2 separate regions of the Sus scrofa genome follow, and region 2 is linked to region 1. A link is a contact called in public HiChIP or PLAC-seq data. All regions are on one chromosome and are shown on one strand. The core of a region is the stretch at or near the end of the contact, and the rest is flanking DNA. Distances in the headings are between cores, read along the strand shown. Region 1 holds the start of DHX34 (probable ATP-dependent RNA helicase DHX34). Region 2 holds the start of C6H19orf68.

Evidence for each region. HiChIP or PLAC-seq counts read pairs in DNA pulled down with a chosen protein or histone mark.
Region 2: a contact with region 1 is called in an H3K27ac HiChIP or PLAC-seq map of alveolar macrophages. The contact joins the promoter of C6H19orf68 here to the promoter of DHX34 in region 1. A contact is called at or near these places in 1 of 5 promoter capture datasets (fetal skeletal muscle) and 1 of 2 datasets of contacts at active chromatin or transcription factors (alveolar macrophages).

The regions. Positions count from the first base shown.
Region 1 is chr6:53,129,082-53,133,601 of Sscrofa11.1, reverse strand. DHX34 (probable ATP-dependent RNA helicase DHX34) reads right to left here and starts at 2,409. Exons shown (of 18, transcript XM_003127246.5): 1 at 2,304-2,409.
Region 2 is chr6:53,658,137-53,663,176 of Sscrofa11.1, reverse strand. C6H19orf68 reads right to left here and starts at 2,955. Exons shown (of 4, transcript XM_005664646.3): 1 at 2,821-2,955; 2 at 1,183-1,458. The coding sequence starts at 1,448. LIG1 (DNA ligase 1) reads left to right here and starts at 3,157. Exons shown (of 28, transcript XM_021094649.1): 1 at 3,157-3,285.

The DNA.
Region 1 (4,520 bases), core at 1,160-3,659:
GGCAGGTGGGCCAGAGATTCTCAGAAGACGACAGAGACGAGGAAATGGAGGCGCACATCCCTCTCGGCTGCCGCCTGTGCAAGCACGTGGGCCAGAAAGAGCTGCATCCCTGCTACTCTCAAGGGCGTCTATGTTCTCTTAGGCCGCCTATTAACGAGTTTCTGCAGCTACCAGTTTCTCTGTAACTCTGTCACTGACCATCTGGCCATCTCTTGGTCTGCATTTCCTAGGCTGACAGCTTTCAGAGGTTTCCTCTGCTTGCCTTTTCTTGCCTGTCTGGCTCTTTGGGTCTCCGGTCTTTTTCGGTCCATCTTGCCCATCACCCTTCTCTCTCTTCCCTTTCCTGCCTGGTGCCATCTCTTTTCATTTATCTGATTCTTTCCTACTCTGCTTCTATTTTTTCAGTATGATTTTCCTCCATTTGACTCCATCTCGCTTGAGTTCTCCAATTGACTTTCTGGTTTTCTTCGGAACCAGAAGCCTGGCTTTCTGTGTGACTTTCTTTTTATCCTGACTCTCCGTCTTGGGCTCTATCACTGTCTCCTCCTCCATCCTAACCATCTCCTCATCCCGCTTCATTTCTCCACCTAAAATTTTGTTTCCCAGTTGTCTGAAGCTTTAATAGCCAGCATTTACTTACGGCTTATCCATTTATCAGGTACTGTTCTAAACCACTCATGTATTTATATGCATATGCACACACACACACACACACACACACACACAGTCTATATATACACCTTTCTCACAACCCAAAGAAGGTGCTATTAACATTATCTGAGCCAGAGAGCGTTTCATTAAGTGGTAAGCGGCAGATGACCAATTCCAATCTGAGGATTCAGGCTTCATTTTCCTATCTCCAATTTTCAGTGTAATTCTCCATTTTTCAATCTGACACTGTCTTCTTGGTTCTACTTGCTCTCTGCATCCTCAGAATTAATCTCTTCATTCGTCTGGCTGTATCTCCCGTTTCCCACCTATCTTCCTCCATGCTCATCTCTTGCTTTCTTTCCCAGATCCCTCAGCTGCCTCTTTTCAATCCCTCTGTCAGCTCTTGCCAGGTTCTCCCTATTTCACCGGCTCCATCTTTCTATTACCCAGTGGCCTCTCCTGATTCGTCTCTATTTCCTTCATTAACCTGTCATCCTATTGGGTCTATTTCCTTTTTTTTTTTTTTTTTTGGTCTTTTTAGAGCCGCGCCCTCGGCATATGGAAGTTCCCAGGCTAGGGGTCAAGTCACAGCTGCAGCTGCTGGCCTACACCACAGCCACAGCAACTCCAGATCCTTAACCCACTGAACGAGGCCAGAGACTGCACCCACATCCTCATGGGCACTAGTGGGGTTCGTTACCGCTGAGTCACTACAGAAATTCCCCTCTATTTCTTTTGGTCTTTTTTTTTTTTTTTTCTTTTTGCCTTTTCTAGGGCCGCTTCCCGCGGCATATGGAGGCTCCTAGGCTAGGGGTCTAATCGGAGCTGTAGTCCCCGGCCTACGCCACAGCCACAACAGATCCAAGCCGCGTTTATGACCTACGCCACAGCTCACGGCAATGCCAGATCCTTAACCCACTGAGCGAGGCCAGGGATAGAACCCCACGACCTCATGGCTCCTAGTCGTATTCCTTAACCAGAGACACGACGGGAACTCCTCTCGCAGTCCCTGTGAACCTCTCTCGTTGGGACCCACCAGCCTCTTGCTCTGGACCTCGCTAGTTTTCAGCTCTCAACCTTCCTGGCTTTGGCTCCCTCAATGCGTCGAAGATTCTTTTCGTGCCTCTACTGTAGCGGGAGGGGGCCGTGCCCTCCCAGATCAAAGGGAAGAAGCCGTGCTGCACCGCCTCCATCTGACACGCATGCGTACTTCTATATCCCTGAGCGCAAGCGCATCTACAGTTGTCCGCCTAAAACTTAAGAGTATTCCTGATAAGAGGGACAAAGAAACTTAGACGTAGCGGAAAAACAAGCGGGGTATGTAAGGCAGCGCCGTTCGGGGCTCAGCCTCTGGATACTAATCCACCAAGCCAGTGCCTGCACGAATAAACGCTGCTTCCTGGTAAAAAGCCTTAGCGTCTCCTTTCCCAGGACTTAAGCCCCGCTCACACTACTCCTTTCAGCCTCCCCGACCCCCAGGGAACGCTCAGGCTCCATCTCGGTCCACTTCTCCCCGCCGTTCGGCCTCCTCGGGCACATGTCCTCATCTCGGGATTTCTCTCTACCCCTCCCATCGTTCCCAAGCTGTCCCGGGACGCAGCCCAACTCCCGGCGCCACCACCAACACCCAGCGCAGCCGCTCGACCGCTCACCTCACTAACCACAGCGATCTGCTCAACTTCCCGCCCACTGCCCTGCACGCGCCCGAAGCCGGTTCTGCGCCTGCGCACGCCACCCTCACAGCCCAGCCCCGCCCCGCCGCAGAGGGAGGACCCAGTGGGCAGCTTCCAGTAATCCGTCTGCGCCTGCGTCCGGCGCTCTCAGGCCCGGCCTCCCTTCCGGCGGAGCCTGGGAGGAAGCTGTAGCGTCTTGGGGCGGGGAAAGGCAGCACGGTGGTTTGCTTTGCCTTTCGCCTGAAGAGCCTCTTGCCCTCCCGGACCAGTCGGAGGTCCGGGTATTTAGCCCAGCTGGGAAGCTGGCTGGAGCCCAAACACTATTGAAACACTCCCATGAGTGTTTTCTTTATTATAGTTCGTAATTATTAGTGCGTAATTCTGTTAATGTACAATTCACCCTATGAAGTCACTAATAAGTGATACAACCTGACTATCCGGATTTCCGTCTTGGAGGTCCTAGTGATACCTGAAAGATAATACAGGAATCTGGCTTCTTGTTCATCCAGTTGAAGAATGAACTCCGCGAACACAAACGCAGCAAGCAAGCAAAGTGTTTATTAAAGGAAAGCAGATAGCTCCCAGGCTGCTGGGAGTGGGGGAGAAGAGCCCCCTTTCTCTGTTGTCCTATAGGGGTTTTTATCCCTTAAAGATGGGGGGGTACCAACCTGGGGTCCGGAAAGATGTCGCTTTCTCCCAGTGGCCTTGTTCAATTACCTATATCAGTCCCTGTCCAATAGGGCCTTAGGGGTGGAAATGTCCCATAAATGTCATTGTTTCTTTGACCTTTTCTTCCCGTAACCCGAGTCACAGGGGATTAGGGATTAAAATCCACCTGGGCGTAGGTACACTCCTTGTAGTAAACAAGGCCTGTGGGATGTTACTCCCTGGAGCCCTTAGGCCACAAATGTTAATCAAAGGCCATATCAAAGAATGCATGGAAGCCCAGGCTCCTACACTGACAACCTGAGTTAATATTCTCCCTCACTAGCTTGAGGTCATCTTTGCGTTTACTGGTTCCTCTACGGAGAATGTTCTCCCCAGGGACTATCATGGCTTGCAGCCCCACAGTTTTCAGCTTTCTGCTCAAATGTTACTTTCTGGGAGATGTCTTCTCTGACTATGCTACTTTTTTTTGGGGGGGTTCTTTGCTTTTTAGGGTTGCACCTGTGGCATATGGAGGTTCCCAGGCTAGGAGTCTGGTCGGAGCTGCAGCTACCCGCCTATACCACAGCCACAACAACGCGGGATCCAAGTCTGCGACCTCATGGTAATGTAGGATCCTTAACCCACTGAGCGAAGCCAGGGATCGAACCCAAAACCTCATGGTTCCTAGTCCGGATTCATTTCTGCTGAGCCACTATGGGAACTCCTGACTACACTACTTTAAATAGAATCACTCCTTAGCCCTTTCCTGCTTTGTTTCTCTCCATAAAGAATGCAGTTCTGCTTGACATCCTATTTCTTTTAATCTGTCTTTCCCACCAAAATGACTACAAACTTGGGGGGTTCGGGGAGTTCCCTGGTGGTATAGTGATTAAGGATTTTGCCTTGTCCCTGCTGTGGCTCGGCTTCATTCCCTGGCCGGGGAACTTCCAAATGCTGCTCACACACAGCACCCTGTCCCCCCCCCACATAAAAAACCTTCAAGGGTTCAAGGGCCTGCTGGCTTGTGCGTCTGGATGAAGGATGGGTGAGTAGTGGGGAAAGAGGTGGGGAAAAGGAGGGGCAGAAATCATACACACCAAAGCAAGAGCTTTGGTTTCTACTCTGAGTGAACTGGGACCCACGGGCGGAGTTCCATGGACTTTAGATTTTAACAGAGTCCTCTGGCTCCCAAGTAGGGAACGAATATGGGATTCGAGATGAGAAAAAGGGGACCGGGGAGGAGGCTGCTGCAATAGGTGAGAGCTGCAATAGGCAGCTGGGCCAGGATGATGGCAGAGAAGATGGATGTTTTAAGGCAGAACCTGCAGGGATTGGCTGACACATTGGGTTTGGCATATGAGAGAAAGAGAGGTGGCAAGGATGACCCCAAAGATCTTGGCGGGAGTGCCTGGAAATAGGGAGTTGCCATCAGTTGAGATGGCGAAGATGCAGGAGGAGGGCTAAGAGAGAGTCCAGAGTCCTGTCTTCAGCACTGTTGAGTTACCTTTTCATACATTGAATTGGGAGGTCGCATGTGAATTGCATGTA
Region 2 (5,040 bases), core at 1,706-4,205, 530 kb before region 1:
AGCAGTCTGCAGGCAGAGTCTCTGTCTTTTTTTTTTTTTGCTTTTTAGGGCTGTTCCCACGGCACATGGAGGTTCCCAGGCTAGGGGTCTAATCTGAGCTGTAGCCGCTGGCCTACACCACAGCCACAGCCATATTCACCACATCTGCGATCTACACCACAGCTCAGGGCAATGCCCAATCCTTAACCCACTGAGGGAGGCCAGGGATCAAACCTGCGCCACGATGGGACCTCCCAGAGCCTCTGTTCTTAAGCACTTCCCTCTGTCTACAGCCCCATCCAAGGGTCGCCAACTCACACGCAGTCAGGGTCCTGACAGGCCAAACAAGGAAGTGGTGAAGGCGGAGGTGGAAGGGACTGGGGGGGGTGGCAAACCTGAGCGCCAAGGCTCAGTCCCACGGGGACTCAGTCTCAGCGTCTGTCCTTGGAAACCCCACACTGCATGGGAATGTTCGGGGTTTAAAACTGGGGTCAGTTAAAACACCCCCGGCCACCCGGAGACCTTTCCTAGCCCTCTTGGATTTCTCAAGCTGCTTGTGGCATTACACTTGGAGGGAACTACCCTTGAGTTTGTTCACGGAATGTCAGTCTTCCGTCCAGTAAGAAAGTTCTAGAAGAGCGAGGAATTTGCCTTGCTAAACCCCACACCGCCCCCAAGTGAAAGATCCCTAGCTCCCAGCATGGGACCTGGCCTTGTATCTCCTGAATGGATGGATTTTTTTTCTATCTTTATCCTGTGGTTTTCTCTGCAGCCCAGACTCTAATCTCTCTGTAGGTGTCCAAAATCTGGCTCTCATCTGTTTCTCCTGGCTGTTTGGTGTCTTTGGCACTAAGTCTCCATGTTTCTGGAATTTTCTTTATGTCGTGTGTGTGTGTGTGTGTGTGTGTGTGTGTGTGTGTGTGTGTCCATCTGGCTCTCTGCCTCTGCGTGGCTCTTTATTATAAAGTCTGTAACTGGAGCCCACCCGCTAAAGGTGTGCGCCTTTGTCCCTCTGGGAACCGGCTGTCTCTGTCTCAGGAAGCTTCCCTCCTGACTCCCCTGGCCTCTCTTCACCGTGTGTTTAGGGGCTTTCGTTGGAATCGCTGCCCTCCTAGTCTCGGGGTGGGGGGCTCGGCGCCTCCCCCTTCCCCTGGCGGCCCCTCCCCCCAGCACCCCGCAGGGCAGGCGGCTCAGCTCACGCACCCCACGGCGGGCCGGCTGGGCGCGCGCACGTCCTTGCACACCAGCCGCACGTAGCTGTACTTGAGCACGTCGATGAGCGTGTAGAGCGGGGGCGCGCTGGCCCAGCGGCAGCGCGCCAGGTGCATGGAGCTCTTGACGAAGAAGAGCGCCAGCCGCTGCTGGCACCAGGCGTCGAAGAAGCGGCTGAACTCGGCCCAGGAGAAGAAGGCCCTCTCCCGCAGCTCCTGCTCCTCCTGCCCCGCCACCGTGCCGGGAGGGGGCTCCATCCTGGGGTGCCTGAGTGGGAGGGGCAGGGAGGACACGTGGAGATCAGATCCATCCCCACCCGAGGGGGCCCTCTTCCTCCACTCTGCGCCTGCTCTTCAGGGCTGATTCCTCAATCCAGGTGGGGCCTGGGGCGGGATAGTCCCGTTAATCTCTAGACATGAACCTCCACCCCATCTCTGGCTTCCTCCCACCGCGTGTTTTATTCTTGGGACAACTGGAACCTTTCATCCTGATCCTAACTCCAACGCCGGTCCCCTTCTCCACGGGTGTGACCCCCACCCCCACCCCCGTACAATTAAGGTCCCTCTCCCAAAATAGGCGTCCTTAAACTCAGTCGCGGACGCCTCCTCAAATGTGTTCTCAGCTTCCAGGTAGGATCTCCTCGCCTTCCAGATATGCCTCCCACATTTGGCGGCAGCCTCTAGTGCCTCCATTTCCATAGAAATACCCTCCCCCGCCCCATGTGCCTACACTTGGGCTGTAAGCCACATCCAGCTTGTCCCCCCTCTAAAAATGTTCCATCTCCAGATGTGCTCTGCCCATTCAGTTATGGGTTCCTTGTCCCCAGTCATACTCTTTTTCTTTTCTTTTGTTTTTTAATGGCCGCACTGGTGGCATATGGAGGTTCCCAGGCTAGGGGTCCAATCCGAGCTGTAGCCACCGGCCTACGCCACAGCAACACGGGATCCAAGCCTCTTCTGCGACTTACACCACAGCTCACAGCAACGCGGGATCCTTAATCCGTTGAGCAAGGCAGGGATCGAACCCACGGCCTCATGGTTCCTAGTCGGGTTCGTTAACCGCTGAGCCACAACAAGAACTCTGCTAGTCGTATTCTTCATGCATCTGTGGCTCCCTCCTCCCCAGATGTGTCTCAGATTCTAGGCAGCTATTGCCCCTCTCCTGGATGGGACCCCTATGGGTTGCCATATCCAGCTGTGGAGGTGCCCCCGTATCCAGACGTCCTCCCCACATCTAGTATGGACCCTCTGCCTACAGGTGTGTGCCCCATTCACTTGTGGCCAATTCTCAGAAGTGTCACCAATATTCATCTGTGGTCTCTTCCTGCCCAGATATACCGCCCAGTCCAGTTGTGGCCCCCTCCTCTCATCTACAGTTCCCGTCCTCCCCAAATATGGGTCCTCATCCTAGACATGGTCCGTCGTCCTTAGATGGGCTTTATCACCCCAGATGCTCCCCCACGTCCAGCTTCGCCTCCCCCCCTTGGGCAGCCCCTCCCAGCTGGCTCCTGTCTCCCCAATCCCTCCCAGCCCCGCCCGCCTCGGCACCTCCCATCCAGGCTGTCCCACCCAGCTGTGCCTCTCCCCTCCCCCAGATGTGCACCCTTCCCGCCCCTCCCCAATCACCTACCCGCCCCGGAGCGGCGTCCACCTCCCACAATGCCCCGCGCCGAGGCCCGGCCCGGCCCTTGCTCCCGGGATGCCCCGCGCGGCCTCCCGCCTCTCTTCCCGCCGTGCCTCGCGAAGCAGCTTCCACCGAAGCTCCCTTTTCTTGGCGGTCACTCCTTGGACCCGCAGCCGCACCCACTCATTCAGTACAAGAGGAGGCTCGGGGCCGTTTCCCAGCGTGCTCTGCGGGAGGGCTCGCCCCACTTCACCCCCTTTCTTGCGGTCTCGCGGCCAAGAAACTACAACTCCCAGGACCCTCTGCGCGACGGCGGCGCGGCCGTCCTCCGGGCTCCGCCCCTCAGCTCGGCCCCGCCCCCGGCCGTAGAAGTCTGCGCGCGAACTCCGTGGCGCGAATTTGGTACTGCAGTGTAGCGCCCTGCGGTTCCGGGTGTGACGCTCTGGCCAGCGGTGTCTGGCCCGGAGAGAGGCAAGTGGAGTCGTCCGTGCGGGGCTTCAGGGCTGGGGAATGGCGCGCGTGTAGTAAACTCAGAGTTCATGCCTTCGCAGCGTCGGTCAGCTGCAGAGGAGCGGACGTGGGGAGACGCTGAGGCGGCCAGGAGCGCGCTGTGGAGGGGAGAGAGCGGGCAATGGGCCGCTCGAGGGGGCGGGGCAGCATCTGTCGGAGGCTCAGGGGCAGGTAGAATGTAGGTGAGGCCTGGAGCCCCTGGACTGAACTGGCTCTGAGGAGAGGCCTGGAGGGGCGGGACCACATGGAAGGGCGTGTCTATAGAGGGATGGGGGCGGGGAAAGGCTGTTGGTGGGCGGGGTCATCTGGAAGTTGGACTTGCGGGGCGGGGCCGGGGGAGGCGGGCCCACCTGGAAGGGGTGGGGCTAGGGAAAAGTTTAATGAAAATGTTGGAAGAGGAGTTTCCGTCGCGGAAACGAATCCGGCTAGGAACCATGGAGTTGCGGGTTCGATCCCTGGCGTCGCAGACGCGGCTCGGTGGCTCGGCTGTAGCATAGGCCGGCAGCGTCAGTTAGATCCCTAGCATATGGGAACCTCCATATGCCGTGGGGGCGGCCCTAAAAAAAAAAAAAGCAAACAAAAAAAGGACGGGGCCAGCTTTAAAGGCTGAACCCAGGTAGATGGGTGGGGTCAGGGGGAAGTCAATGGTAAGACTGAGGCAAAGGCCTAATGGGCTAAGGCCTTATGAAAGGTCAGGAACTTTCTGGAGGGCCCTGCAAGGAGGCGGCCAAGGCGTGGGAGGGAGTGGGGCTCAGGGGAGAGTAGCTGAAAGGTCTGAACTTATCATTGCCCAATGGCTTATCATTGCCTGAGGGCCCGAGAGGCCTGAGGAGGGAAGAGAGAAGTCTTGGAGAGCTTCAAGGGTAACGGGTTGGGCACTTGGCAGGGAGGGGCATTTGGAAAGGGGAGCTGGCTTGGAAGGGGGAGGGGAGACAGCAGAAAATGGGATTATGGCCGTCACTCCTTGGCCACCATTTCAGCCCATTTGAACCTCTGACTTATTAGGCAGCCTGAGAAGAAGGCACGAGGGAAAGGCAGGAAGGATGTGTTGAGTTGAGTAAGACCGTAAGAGTTTAATTTTAGGATCCTTAGGCCTGCAGATCTCCCCCTCCATCCCCAGGGCTAATGACCCTGGGAGAGGGATAGGGATGTTTTTTGTTTCTTTGTTTGTTTGTTTTGTTTTGTCTTTTTGCCTTTTTAGGGCCACACCCGTGCGGCACATGGAGGTTCCCAGTTTAGGAGTCTAATCGGAGCTGTTGCTGCTCGCCTACATCACAGCCACAGCAATGCCAGATCCTTAACCCAATGAGCAAGGCCAGGGATCAAACCCACAACCTCATAGTTCCTAGTCGGACTCGTTTCTGCTGCGCCACAATGGGAACTCCGGGGTAGGGATGTTTTAAATGCGAATCCAGATAGTTCTCAGAACTGGAACCCTCTGTTTCTGGTGTCTGTCATTGACTGGTTGTGTGGCCCTGACCAGGGCACTGTCCCTCTCCTGTCTCTGCTTCCTGAGTTGTCTTTTAGGGGACGCAAAGCTGTTTTAACCTCGGCACAAAGGAGAGTAGCATATTCAGGAGAAAGGTATAAAATATTTCACGGGAGTTCCCATCTTGGCTCAGCAGAAATGAATCCGACTAGTATTCATGAGAAGTGGGTTCAATCCCTGGCCTTGCTTAGTGGGTTAAGGATTGGGTGTTGCTGTGGCTGTGGCAT